Linked DNA regions of Mus musculus: regions 2 and 3 are each linked to region 1. The links are chromatin contacts, called in public Hi-C and HiChIP or PLAC-seq maps. All regions are on one chromosome and are shown on one strand. Each heading gives the region's core, a stretch centred on a gene start, on an enhancer-like site or on the middle of the called end of the contact. The rest is flanking DNA. Distances are from core to core; before and after follow the strand shown.

Region 1 (3,921 bases), core at 968-3,467:
CTGCGGTATACACACGACCCCTGTCCTCCAGTAAACAAATGCTTAAAAAAAAATTTTTTTAAAGCCCTGCTAAGGACATAGACTACCCACACCTTTAGAAACTGGAGCATCAGAATGCTTGTATCCTGGGTCTGAAAAACTTTCAGTTAAAAGACTTTCTTCCCCCAAAGCCTACATTTATCTTAAGATAATTTGCATAAAAATAGCTAAAAACAAATATCTCTGCCCTCTCAAGGTTTTGAAACCAGGACCACCCTACTACTAGTGCTTTCTCCACAGACATAGATTATCTTCCACGATTCCTACTTTTTTAAGGGTAAATGCATAAGTTTCCCAAGGTAAGAGCCAATCCCTCACCTAGGATATCCTCAGTGGCCCAGAGGCCAGACCAGACTGAGAGCTCAAGAATGTCCCCTGAACCAATCCCTACAAGGTTTCACCATAGACTTCTCTAGCTTAGCCCAGAAAGTTCAGATGGCTTTAGTCCCCCTAAATGCAGTTAATACTAAGGATTATCCTATTTAAAGAAAAAAATCTTAAATGTATTTCTTTAGTGTGTGCGAGCATGTGTGTGCACATCCACGTGTCAGATGACCACTTTTGAGAGCTGGTTCTCTTTACCATGTGGGTCTCAGGGATCAAACTTGGGCCTTCAGGCTTGGCGGTAGGGGCCTACCCATTGACCTACTTTCAAGTGATTCTCCCTTCTGAACAGAATCTTTAGATTGGCCACAGCCAACACTCATGCTCCATACCCATTTACCATCACTTTATAACAGCACCACTTAATGAATGGGAACCTGGCAAAGAGCCAGCCCACCATTTTCAGGAGGCACAGCCAGGGATTTTAAAACCGCCCCCAGGCAGAACTCCCCAACTCGACATATCTCTACTTGCAAAGTTATTTTAACCATGATCGCTCTTGCTCTGCTCTGTAGTCTTGGAAATTCTAACAACAGGCTCCCACCACCACCATATATTCTTAGACAACAAATGATAAATTGGAGCTTATCATCATATATGTTTGGATATGGGGGGAATGCTGGCAATCTGCATTGTCATTGAGTCCCTGCAATGACCAACAGCTACTATCTGTGGCACATTTTGGGGTCTCAAGGGATTGAATTCAGGGCCTGGCATAGGCTGGTTGTACACCCTGCCACCAAGCCCCAGTACTCTATGGAACACTTAGAGTAGGAAAGAGGACTACAACCCTGACACAATCCAAGCTGTCCCCTGCAGCAAAAACAAAATGGTCGGGGTCACAGAGAAGTCACAGACAGCCACAGAGAACCAAGAAAGCTGGGGGTTTTCGTCAGGGGCTCTTTCATGCGCTTGTTAGCTTTCCCCTGTACATAGAGGAGGCCATCTTCTCCTCTTAAAGAAGTGAGAATGTACCAAACCAGGCTCAGAAATCTAGAGGTGGGTGAGGACAGGTACCCCACACCATTCTTGACACAACCCACCCCCACTTCTGGAAGTCAGCCAAAGGAACAAGCAAAGTAATGTCACGGGAGTGTTGTTTTAATACAGTCTGTGCCAAGCAACATCATAATCTCCAAGTTTGTCCTATCTTTAATAGGCAATATTCAAAATTAAAAAACATAACAACTCTGCAGTCATAAAACAGGCCAGCCACACTTTTGAAGAGACTGAAAAATGAGAAGCCATGAATTATCTTCTTTGAAAAGCAGCCATTTCAAAAGGTTTTCTTTAATATCATAAAATATTCTCATGGACAAGTGAGCTAGCAAACACACATGCACCAATGTGCCTCTGATGAGAGTACCCACCTACCCCACCCCCAAGTGGGCATGAAATTAGAGAAATGAATACAGCAGACAGAACAGGTAGGAGGAAAAAACTTCAGTAAAAAGAATGGAATATAACTTTGTGCTTGGTTATTTTCCTATGTCACAACAAAAACATTTCGGTGCAAATAGTTAATTTTTCCTCTTTTCCATTTAAGACTGGTGGAGAAAAAAATACTTTTTTTTTTATAATAAAATATGTAGTTTTTTGTTTGTTTTTTTTTTTCTTTTTAAAATTTTTTTTTAACGTAACTTTTTTTTTATCCTTTTTTGCAGAAAATAATTTTGTAAACTGTCACTTTGTGGGCAGGGAGGCTTGATGCCGCCTGGGTCGGAGCTCTGCCCCCTTGGTGGCTGAGCTGAAAATAATGAACCCAGCCAGCCAGACTGGGCGGAGGAGGAGGAGGAGCAGGGTGGGGCGCACGCGCAGAAGGCCGGGGGTGGGGGGGTGGTGGAGGGAGGCAGGGGCGGGTTAGAGGTCGCTCTCGCCATACAGTGCCGTGGAGAAGGACATGTAGTCTAAAGCACCGGGCACGGAGTCGGGGCCCGCGTAGGGGGCCATTCTTGCGATGCAGTACTCGGCTTGGTCAGGGGGCAGCTCACGGCGCAGCTCATCCTCTGTGATGTAATTCTGCGGAGAAAGCATGGTCAGGGTCGGAAACCTCGGCAGCGGCCGGAAAGCAACGCGGCGTTGCCGCAACTATTAGGTCGTAAACTTGCCGGGAATGTTAAGTACCCGTGTTCTAATTTCCTCGCTCTACTTGATCTGTAGAATACGTGCGTGCATACATATAACAGAGACATCCGTGTGTATGTACATATATATATTTAAGTGCATATTATATATTTACAAGTAATATATCACTTGTATATGGTATTTTAAACACGTCACGTTTTCCATTTTAGTATCTACTTCAACTTCCTTCCAAACCTATTTCACTCGGACTTTTTCATTCATCCTACCGATTTACAGTAACCACCCACTGTCTCAGCGTCAGCACATCCTACCTTATCTCCAGCCAGGATCTTGAAGGAAGCCATGACCTGATCTGCAGTATCAGTATCTGCCGTCTCTCGGGACATAAAGTCGATGAAGGCCTGGAACGTCACTACCCCCAAGCGGTTGGGGTCTACAATGCTCATGATTCGGGCAAACTCTGCCTCTCCCTGGAGGAGACAACCAACCCACACCTGTCACCCTAACGGCCTACTGGGGCATCTCAAGTGTACCTCCAGCTCCAAGTTGCCTATGGTTGGAACAGGAGGCACAACAGACATCTGATCTGGCTTGGGTTGCCCCAGGGTGAGAAAGTGACCCAAACGTTGTGAGTCTCAGGACTTCCCACCCCCTGCAGAGCTCTGGGTTTCACTTACAGAAAATGATGGGTAGTATTAATTATAATGACGATAACTTCAACAATGGCTAACTAACACTCATACAGCATGTATTATATAGGCCAGCTAATATTCTAAATTCATCTTATCATCACAACTGAATAAAATCATAGTATTCCCATTGTATGGGAAATCTGAGGCCCAGACAGGGTAAGTGACTTACCCAAGGTCACATGGCTAGGAGGTAGGGAGCTAGGATTAGGACGCAGGCAGTCTAGCTCCAACATATGCTGTTTCCTTAACATGACAAGTGTGCCAGACAAGTACGCAGTCCTTGTGATCACTTTATTTAACTCTTACAACCACGTTGTGAGGTTTCCTCACTACATCTGAGACCACAAGCTTTGATAGCAATGTGGAATTTACGGAGTATACTTCTAGTCTAGCCTTTAACCCTGCTGGGCATCCCATGGGCTCTGTACTTGGTTCAGTGGACACCTGTCTATCCAGCTAAGGTCCTATCCAGCTCAGCTGGATGCAGAGGGGACAAAACAAGGTTAGCGAGAGGCCTGGGTCAAGACCGAGTGGTGGCAGGTCTGGATGGAGCTACTACCAGGGCAGAAGTATAAACCACCATTGTCATGTAAGACAAAGTAGAATTATCATTCTATAAACCTTGGGGTTGGCCGTCCACAGCTGGTGTTCACTGTGGGAGTGAAAAAGCCCTTTCTCCACAGAAAGTACCATAAGATAAACTGGTTCAGAGACCATGATG
Region 2 (3,668 bases), core at 350-2,849, 160 kb after region 1:
AGCTCTAGGAGGAAGGGGTAGTAAAAAGAACTGACAGGCACTAATAATGCTCCTCTCTGGTCTGGCTATTCTCTGTGCTAAGATTGTATTGAGCCAGTTAAGCACATGACCAGCCAGTTAAGCTGGCTGTATGGAGTTTGCCGTTATCCTCTAGAGCCTAGATCTTCTAGATTTTGAAGGTGGGAACTCTAGAACCTGAGGAGAGTGGAGACCTGATTCCTTCCTGTCTGCCAAGGCCTGTCCCAACCCTGCAGGAGACTACATGATCTACGACTGCATTAATGGTTGTAAGGGCCAATTTCAACTAGAACAGATGAGCTAGTAATCCAAAACAAAAATATAGCTTGGTTGTCTTTTTTTTTTTTTTTTCCTCTCTCCTAAGACAGGGTTTTTCTGTGTAATCCTTGCTGTCCTGGAACTTACTCTGTAGACCAGGCTGGCCTCAAACTCAGAGATCTGCCTACCTCTGCCTCCTTCCTTCCTTCCCTCCTTTCTTTCTGAAGGTGCTGAGAGTACAGATGTGTACCTCCCTTGGCTTTGTAAACCTGACCTCCCAGCCATTTCAGTCTTTAGGGTAAGTCTGACTCTTGCATAGGAGATCCTAGAGTCACACTTGCCATGTCGTACCAGCATCAGCCCAGCCTACCCTTCCTTCATTCCAAGTGGAATCCAAGAACTTACTTTTCTCACCCGGAGGAGGAGAGGTTAAAAGTGCAGTGTTTAGCAGGTCCATACAGTCCCCTCAGGAGTAACTTATCTCCCAGTCTTAGGAAGTGTTTGCCTACTGGACTTGAAACCAGGGGGCAGGGGCGGCGGGTGGTGGGGGATCAGTAGACATAGCTGCTGACTGGACTATCTCCATAGGTCTCTCCGTGGGATCTTCAAGCTGGGGGAACCGTGATCCAGGCACTGACTGACCTTTGTGCCAGCCAACTCTTTCCTGACAGATGTGTGGAATAAGACAGAGCTGAGGCCAGCGTCCACCTTTTGTGCTGATCCATCTCTCTCAGTGGGTTTAATCCCCAGCGCCACAACCCCCCACCCCCCAAACCGTAAAGGACATGAGCTGCACACTGCTCATTCCGGCTCATTTGAGAAGACTCAGTGTTCCAGAGCAGAGTAAAGCTTGGGCTTGCACCTAGGAAGACTCCTTTCCTCACCAGGCCTTGCTCCTTAAGAAAGAAAGAGAGAGAGAGAGAGAGAGAGGGAGGGAGAGAGAGAGAGAGGGAGGGAGGGAGGGAGGGAGGAAGGAAGGAAGGAAGGAAGGAAGGAAGGAAGGAAGGAAGGAAGGAAGGAAGGAAGGAAGGAAGGAAGGAAGGGACAGGGTCATTCTATGTAGCCCTGGCTATCCAGAGAGTTGATGTGTAGGCCAGATCAGAATTCTGCCTGCCTCTTGCCTCCAAGTGGCTGGGATTAAAGGCATGTGTCACTGCATGCAGCCATCAGGTCCTTTCTTGAACTTGAAGGGTCTTTTAGTCTCAAGCCCAGGCATGGGCTTGTAAACGGAAGCAATCAGGTTCCTATTCTCTAGTTCCTTGTATTTCCCCATGTCCTGCCCCTCCCCCTCAGCATGTTGATGACTTTTCTCTTACAGCCAACCAGAGCTGAGAATGTGGTCAGAGGTGCAAGCTCTTGGGTGTAGGGGGAGGGTGTCCCAAACTCAAGTCACTCTTTTCTTTTGTCAAAGCCTCCACCTGACACAAGCTGCCTCCGTGTGACCATTTGCAATCCCTTACTATTGCTGTACATTGTGATCCAGCCCCAGTCACACTTGATAAGAGTGAGGCCATAAGGAAATCATGCAGGAAGCCAGGCCCCAGAGACCACATTCAGGAAGCAGTGAGATCAGTTGGGAGCACCAGCCTTAGTGATCAGCAACTGAAACTCCACCTTTGAAATGGGACAGAAGAGGCTGGTGAGGGCTCTCCCCCTCTCTTGTAGGGTCAGCTCTTAAGGTCCCGCCTGCTTGGTGCTTTGTCTGCTGTATGACACTGTGTTCTGACCTCTCTTCAGGCAGATGTGCTTTACTGGAAACCATTTCACCTTTAAGTGTAATTCCATTGCCTCTTTTCCACCAGTAATGCAAACCGCTCACCTCTCACATTTCTCTGCCCTAAGAACCGCGGCCATGCTCCCACATCACTAATTCAGCTCCTTTACCACTGCAGGCAGCAGATGTGAGCTTTCCTTCCTTGATCTATTGATCTATCAGACTTCCTTGCTGGTTTTTATGGTTTAGCCTTTTTGGATGAGATACTAAGATATTCTCTCTTCTCTTCTTTCTCTTCTCTCCTCTCCCCTCCCCTTCTCTCTCCTCCCTCCCTCCCTTTCTCTCTCTCTCTCTCCTTCTCTCTCTCTCTCTCTCTCTCACACACACACACACACACACACACACACACACCCCTCTCAATCAACCCTGCATAGAAAACTGGTTAACTCTTCTTTGGCACATGCAGCGGTTTTCCATGGCTCCCTCCTTCCCAGGTTCTTAGGGATGGCCCAGCACCAGGTCTAAGAACTTGACCTCAGAAGCCCAGAGAGCTTTGGTGTCTCACTTCTTAAGGTCTAGGTCTTTTTCTAGTATTATTATATTAAAATTTTAGTTTAATAACATTTGCCACCCCTTATCTCAACCTTTATAAGCTTGTTGTGAGCAAGGATCTATGAGATCTCTATCAGCCATGTCTGGCTTTTAAGCTTCCAGCTCTTAGGGGTGGCACTACAAAGGGTCAAAGGTCTAAGAGGTCTCCCCAAAGGCTCCAAAGCAAGCTTTGCAATGTCTATGGTAATGGGGAGATCTACTCTCTTCCAGTGCTTGTAGGCTGAGACTTGCTGTCAAACAGTATTCTTTCTCTGGAGGACCTTGACTATCCATATTTCTGATGGACTGACATCCAAAAAGCCTTCTTGTGGGGCGTGCACATGGATGTCAAGCCAGCAAGCACAACAACAAAGAGAGGTGCCAACGACAGGAATACTTGTGTTATCATGTCATCCTCAGATATGTGCCTTAATGTACATCATTCTTTTTTACATATACACATGCATACAGATCCTATGTTGGTTCTCTCTTACACACACACACACACACACACACTCACACTCTGAGGAGCCTGAGGTTCTGAGTAGTTAGTTGTCAAAGATCTTGGCACACAGTCTGGCTCTGTTGGGCACTATGGTGATGTCTCAAAAACGATGTCTGAGTAGAATCTAGAGAGCCCTCTGATCCAAGCTTCTGGAATGGAAGGAGCCACATTTTAGAGTTGAGGGACCTATTTGACAGTTCCCAAGTGTCTAGGGTAGTTGCCTGAATCCTGTCCTTCACTCAGAACCAATGTAGGCTACACTTCGTGTTCAAGTTCGGTGCTATTTCCACTCCCAGGTCTCTTAGGAAGATAGTAAATTAGCTATTATTTAAGGTGTGGTGTCTTGGAGTGCTTAGAAATGCTGGAGCACACTGACTCTGAGACCCTGAGGACACAGTGGGGGCTAGGGAGGTTGCTCACCAGTTAAGAGTGCATACTACTTATGAGGTGGCTCACAACCATCTGTAAACTCAACCTTTAGGGGGATCAGATGCCTCTGGCCTCAGTGGGCAAGCTCACATTCACACACTCACATCATTAAAATCACAGGAAGTGTCATAAAAAAGGTAGGGGCAAGCCTTC
Region 3 (4,209 bases), core at 313-2,812, 200 kb after region 1:
ATTGCTAAGTAGCCAAGGCTGGACTTAATCTTAATCTTGTTAATTCTCCTGTCTCACCTTCCTGGGTATGAAGATTATAGGCATGTACATATACACCCAGATCAAAACCTAGTACTTTTACATGGAAAAATCTCAGATAATATTTGTGTCACAATTTTTTTTTTTTTTTTAGGGTTTTCGAGACAGGGTTTCTCTGTGTAGCCCTGGCTGTCCTGGAACTCACTCTGTAGACCAGGCTGGCCTCGAACTCAGAAATCCGCCTGCCTCTGCCTCTCAAGTGCACGCCCGGCTGTGTCACAATTTTTAAAAGTGTAGAAAATAAAACTTAGGCCCTTCATAGAGATCTTTGAGGTCAAGTATCCTAAGGTTCTCTGTATCTCCCTAACATCCTGGAGCAGCAGGCTACCTCCAACCCAACCATGACAAGGACGTAAGTGATGTCTTTCTATGTGGCAGCTTCAAATCATTATTGCTAGGTCTAACCTAACTAATTAGACTCACAAATACATTGTGTTATGAGCAAACAGTGACAAACAGCACCTTGAGCACACACTTATTTCCAGATGTTGACAGACGCTGTAGCTCCCCGCCCTTGGGCCACCTTCTGCCTGGCTGCCTACTGCTAGCCTCCCTATCTCTGACAAAGGCTCTCCCTCTCCAGAGCATGTTTGCAAGTTGCTCCAAGAAGTGAATGCTGCACAGGAACAGCCCACAACCAAAGACTGCTGTGAGTGGGCCTGTGAGCAGCCCAGCTTCCTGTCCTGACATAAGAATGAGGATGTCTGTGCTCTATGGCTCCCCTCTCAAGGGCAAACTCAAGGGCTGGTAGCCATAGGCAGTCCTTGTCTTCCACACTACCCTGCTCTGCTGCGAACTGCATTTCCAAAGAATTAGCTACATCTGAAAACTGAACCTCTAGTACGGCAGAGGGAGGGAGCCAGAACACAAAAGAATCATCTACTAATTACACGCATGTATGCATGTATGTATTTATGCATGCATGCATGCATGCATAGAACAAAACTCGCTAGTCCATACCTCATTCTTTCTTGTTTTCTTTAAAAGAAGCCATGAACCTAACATCAAATTCCTGCTTCCCTCCCTCTCTGAACCTCACCAACCGAAATAAACAAAAAATGCATACTAAAAACAATACCACAAGGCTATACTCATCAGAAGTCTTACTTTACTGAAAGATCAGTATTTTCCTAATTGCTTAGTACTCACTGGGGCAGAGCCCAGGACCGTTAAAGGGGCCAGCTGTCCAGACAGAACGCTGACTCAGAAGACAGCCTTAGAAGGAAGAAAACATTCCCAGAGTTAAGTCTGCTGGTTCTGATATAGCTCCTCAAACACACAGAAAATGCTTGGAATGCTTTCAATGCTTTTGGGGGTAAAGCAAGTTCTGATAGTTCTTCTCCTTAAAACTCTTCCATCTACCAGGACTGATCATTTCCGGGGTGGTGGGGGTGGGGTGTCTCCACCCACTGACATCTAGCCAGACTCTGTAAGTGCTCACACCAACACTGGAATTACAAGCTGCCCTGAAGAATTCAGTTATGGCATTTAGTGGTTGGCTGTTGGATTCTTGCCAACATTAACAGTTGGCTGCCTGGGATACTGTTAACTGTGAGAGCCTGAAAATAAAATGAGTTCATTCTTTTATTCTTTAAACAAATATTTATTGAGTGTCTACTATGTATTGAGCACTATTCTAGGGAAGGAAAGAGAAATGGCGAAGAGAAAGCAACGCTGTCTCTGCTCTCACGGGACAATCATCTTTTATTGAGTCGGGTAAAATTATACACATATAATGTGGGAAAGGGGAACAATGTTAGGAACAAGAAACAAGAAATATATACGTGACGTTCCCAGTGGGGGCAAGCATTAAAAGAACAGGGAACCATCTAGATAAGAAGCTGAGGTAGCCGGGGTAGGTGGTTTCCATTTATGTAAGGTGGCCACAGAAGACTTCTCTGATAAAATGGCACTGTGAGCAAAGCCCTGAAGGAAATGAGGGAGCAAATTATGTGGTTATCTGGGAGAAGACTATTCCAAAAAGGGACAGAGAATTCTGGGATATTTAAAATATAAAGCAGCAAACTCTGTGTAATGGCTGAAACCTGTAATCCAAGTATTCAGACGGCTTTGAGGCAAGAGGCCAAGTGAGGAAGAGCCTAGCTTAAACTATAAAGAGTTCTAGGACAGCCTGGACTACAAAGTCACAGCACATCACAAAACAAAGTAAAAAGCATAACAAATTAGGTAGCCAATGAGCCTGAGGCTCCACTCATGCTGGGCAGGAAACCCCCTCAACTGTACTCCTCCTGACCTTTTCTTTTTTTTCCATTTTTTAAAAAATTTATTAGGTATTTTCTTCATTTACATTTCCAATGCTATCCCAAAAGTCCCCCATGCCCTCCCCGCCCCAACTTCTTGGCCCTGGCGTTCCCCTGTTCTGAGGCATATAAAGTTTGCAAGACCAAGGGGCCTTCCTCCTGACCTTTTAAAACTTGTTCTGAGACTGTGTCTTACTAGCTTGCCGGTCTGACCTTGAACTTGCCACCACAGGCCTTTGTCATTAGGCTCCACTTTTTTCAATGTGTGTAGAAGATTATCTCAAGTGGGCCCTGAGGTAGTGACACATTTAACCTCACCACTGGGAGTAGAGCTTCCTTTCCTAAGGTTGCCTCCTAGGTCTGGGCTGGATGAAACATCAGACTTAGTGAGGCCTGGCAATGGTCAGTGCTCACGGCACTGAAGTCCTGGTGTGCTCTCTGAAAGATTTCTGCTGTAGAAACAGAGACAGAAGAGCTCTAATGCCAATCACTCCCAAGAGAAATCTACAGTCCATGCTCTCATTAACATTCATAATCACTTGTACTAAACCATAAAGCTGAACTTCATAAAGCAGAGGTGTAATCTCTCTCTGTCTGTCTGTCTGTCTGTCTGTATTGGTTTCTCTTTCTTTCCTAATCACTGGGATTACAAGACTGGGCCACCATGATCCAGTGTTCTGCATGGGTCCCAGATGGTGTGTGTATTGGGGGTGTTGAAACTGGGTCCATTTAATCCCAGAAATCAGGAGGCAGAGGTAGCAGATCTCTGTGAGTTTGAGGCCAGCCTGGGCTACATAGAGAGACCCTTTCTCAAAGCAAACAACCCCCCTCCCCTCAAATCTCAGTTCTTAGGAGCCTTTACCTTATAAGGTAGAATAGAACAGGGAGATGCCAGAGGGAGACTATTTCAAATACAATACATAGGCAACAGTGTCTCCATTTCTCCCAAATACTTAGAACTGAGGAAAAGGAGAACCATATACTACCTTGGGGCAAAGGAGACATACTTTGTCTGGCTTTGGGCTAGAAAGATAACAATACAAAACCGAGCATGGGTTGTACAGTCTGTATTCTCCACAATCTTTTTCCAGCTAGTATCAAAGCTTAGCTGTTGTCTCCACAATGACTCATTTCACTGCTCACAGGGAAGTTTAACCTAATCCACGTCAGTACACAAATACTAACTTGATCAAGTACAAGGGCTCAACAATCACTCCTTCACAATGGGTGTCATAAAAAAGAGGACCACACAGGGAGCTGCGTGGGCTTGCTTGCCCTGATACACTGTAAGTGTGCTAACCTATAAGGCAACAGTGATTTAGGCCATACTCTACTTTCTGGTGCTATGATAAAAAGCAATGTTCGCGCCAACAACTTCTGCCCATTTCTTCATTTCTCTTTTTCAAATTAAAAAGGAAAAAAAAATATACACGTGTATGTATGTGGTGTGTGTATATGTGTGTGTGTATTTAACTAATTTAACTATGTCTATGTGTGAGTGCAGGTGCCTGGAGGCCTGGACTGGAGTTACAGGTGGCTATGAGCTGCCTGCTGTTGGTGATGGGAACTGAATTCAGGTCTTCTGGAAGAACAGGATGTGCTTTTAACCACTGAGCCATTTCTGTAGCCCCTACTTTTTCATCTCTCATATTTAAAGATGTTTTAAAATTTGTATATACAAATGTTTGACCTGCACTGTGTAAGTAAGTGTACCATGTGCATGCATCAGCTCCCCTGGATCTGGAGATGCAGATGGCTGCGAGCTACCACAGGGGTCTAGGACTTGAACCTGGGTCTTCTGCAAGAGCAACGGGTGCTCTTTACCACTGGGTTATTTGTAATGGCTTGAACAAAAACAGCCTCCATAGGC

Evidence for each region. A called contact is a pair of places that touch in the nucleus more often than the background predicts. HiChIP or PLAC-seq counts read pairs in DNA pulled down with a chosen protein or histone mark.
Region 2: an RNA polymerase II HiChIP or PLAC-seq map of embryonic stem cells shows a contact between it and region 1, with 15 read pairs. The contact joins two enhancer-like sites. A contact is called at or near these places in 1 of 15 datasets of contacts at CTCF or cohesin (the NIH/3T3 cell line), 18 of 484 Hi-C or Micro-C datasets (8-cell embryo, the AtT-20 cell line, CD4 T cells and 6 more), 5 of 115 datasets of contacts at active chromatin or transcription factors (embryonic stem cells, epiblast stem cells and stem cell-derived neural progenitor cells) and 3 of 9 other capture datasets (adipose tissue, liver and pancreatic islet).
Region 3: a Hi-C map of cerebral cortex shows a contact between it and region 1, with 2.0 times the contacts expected there. The contact joins two enhancer-like sites. A contact is called at or near these places in 3 of 15 datasets of contacts at CTCF or cohesin (the NIH/3T3 cell line, large pre-B cells and pro-B cells), 31 of 484 Hi-C or Micro-C datasets (B cells, the CH12 cell line, DN3 thymocytes and 19 more), 23 of 115 datasets of contacts at active chromatin or transcription factors (the HPC-7 cell line, the NIH/3T3 cell line, acute myeloid leukemia and 16 more) and 4 of 9 other capture datasets (adipose tissue, embryonic stem cells, liver and 1 more).

What each region holds. Positions count from the first base shown.
Region 1 is chr12:80,166,039-80,169,959 of GRCm38.p6, forward strand. It overlaps Actn1 (actinin, alpha 1), which reads right to left. Exons shown (of 21, transcript NM_134156.3): 20 at 2,820-2,978; 21 at 1,504-2,442. The coding sequence ends at 2,284. Among named protein-coding and RNA genes, the nearest start is that of 2310015A10Rik, 35 kb to the left of the region's middle. Within about 2 kb of position 2,218, at least 235 of the 459 cell types and tissues checked have an H3K27ac peak or open chromatin away from gene starts, as enhancers often do. A contact at or near this core is called in adipose tissue, bone marrow-derived macrophages, cerebral cortex and 4 more, where this site is marked.
Region 2 is chr12:80,330,157-80,333,824 of GRCm38.p6, forward strand. No RefSeq gene overlaps it. Among named protein-coding and RNA genes, the nearest start is that of Mir1843a, 60 kb to the right of the region's middle. Within about 2 kb of position 1,600, at least 71 of the 459 cell types and tissues checked have an H3K27ac peak or open chromatin away from gene starts, as enhancers often do. A contact at or near this core is called in bone marrow-derived macrophages, where this site is marked.
Region 3 is chr12:80,364,824-80,369,032 of GRCm38.p6, forward strand. The region is part of intron 6 of Dcaf5 (DDB1 and CUL4 associated factor 5); the gene reads right to left. Among named protein-coding and RNA genes, the nearest start is that of Mir1843a, 25 kb to the right of the region's middle. Within about 2 kb of position 1,563, at least 158 of the 459 cell types and tissues checked have an H3K27ac peak or open chromatin away from gene starts, as enhancers often do. A contact at or near this core is called in adipose tissue, cerebral cortex, forebrain and 3 more, where this site is marked.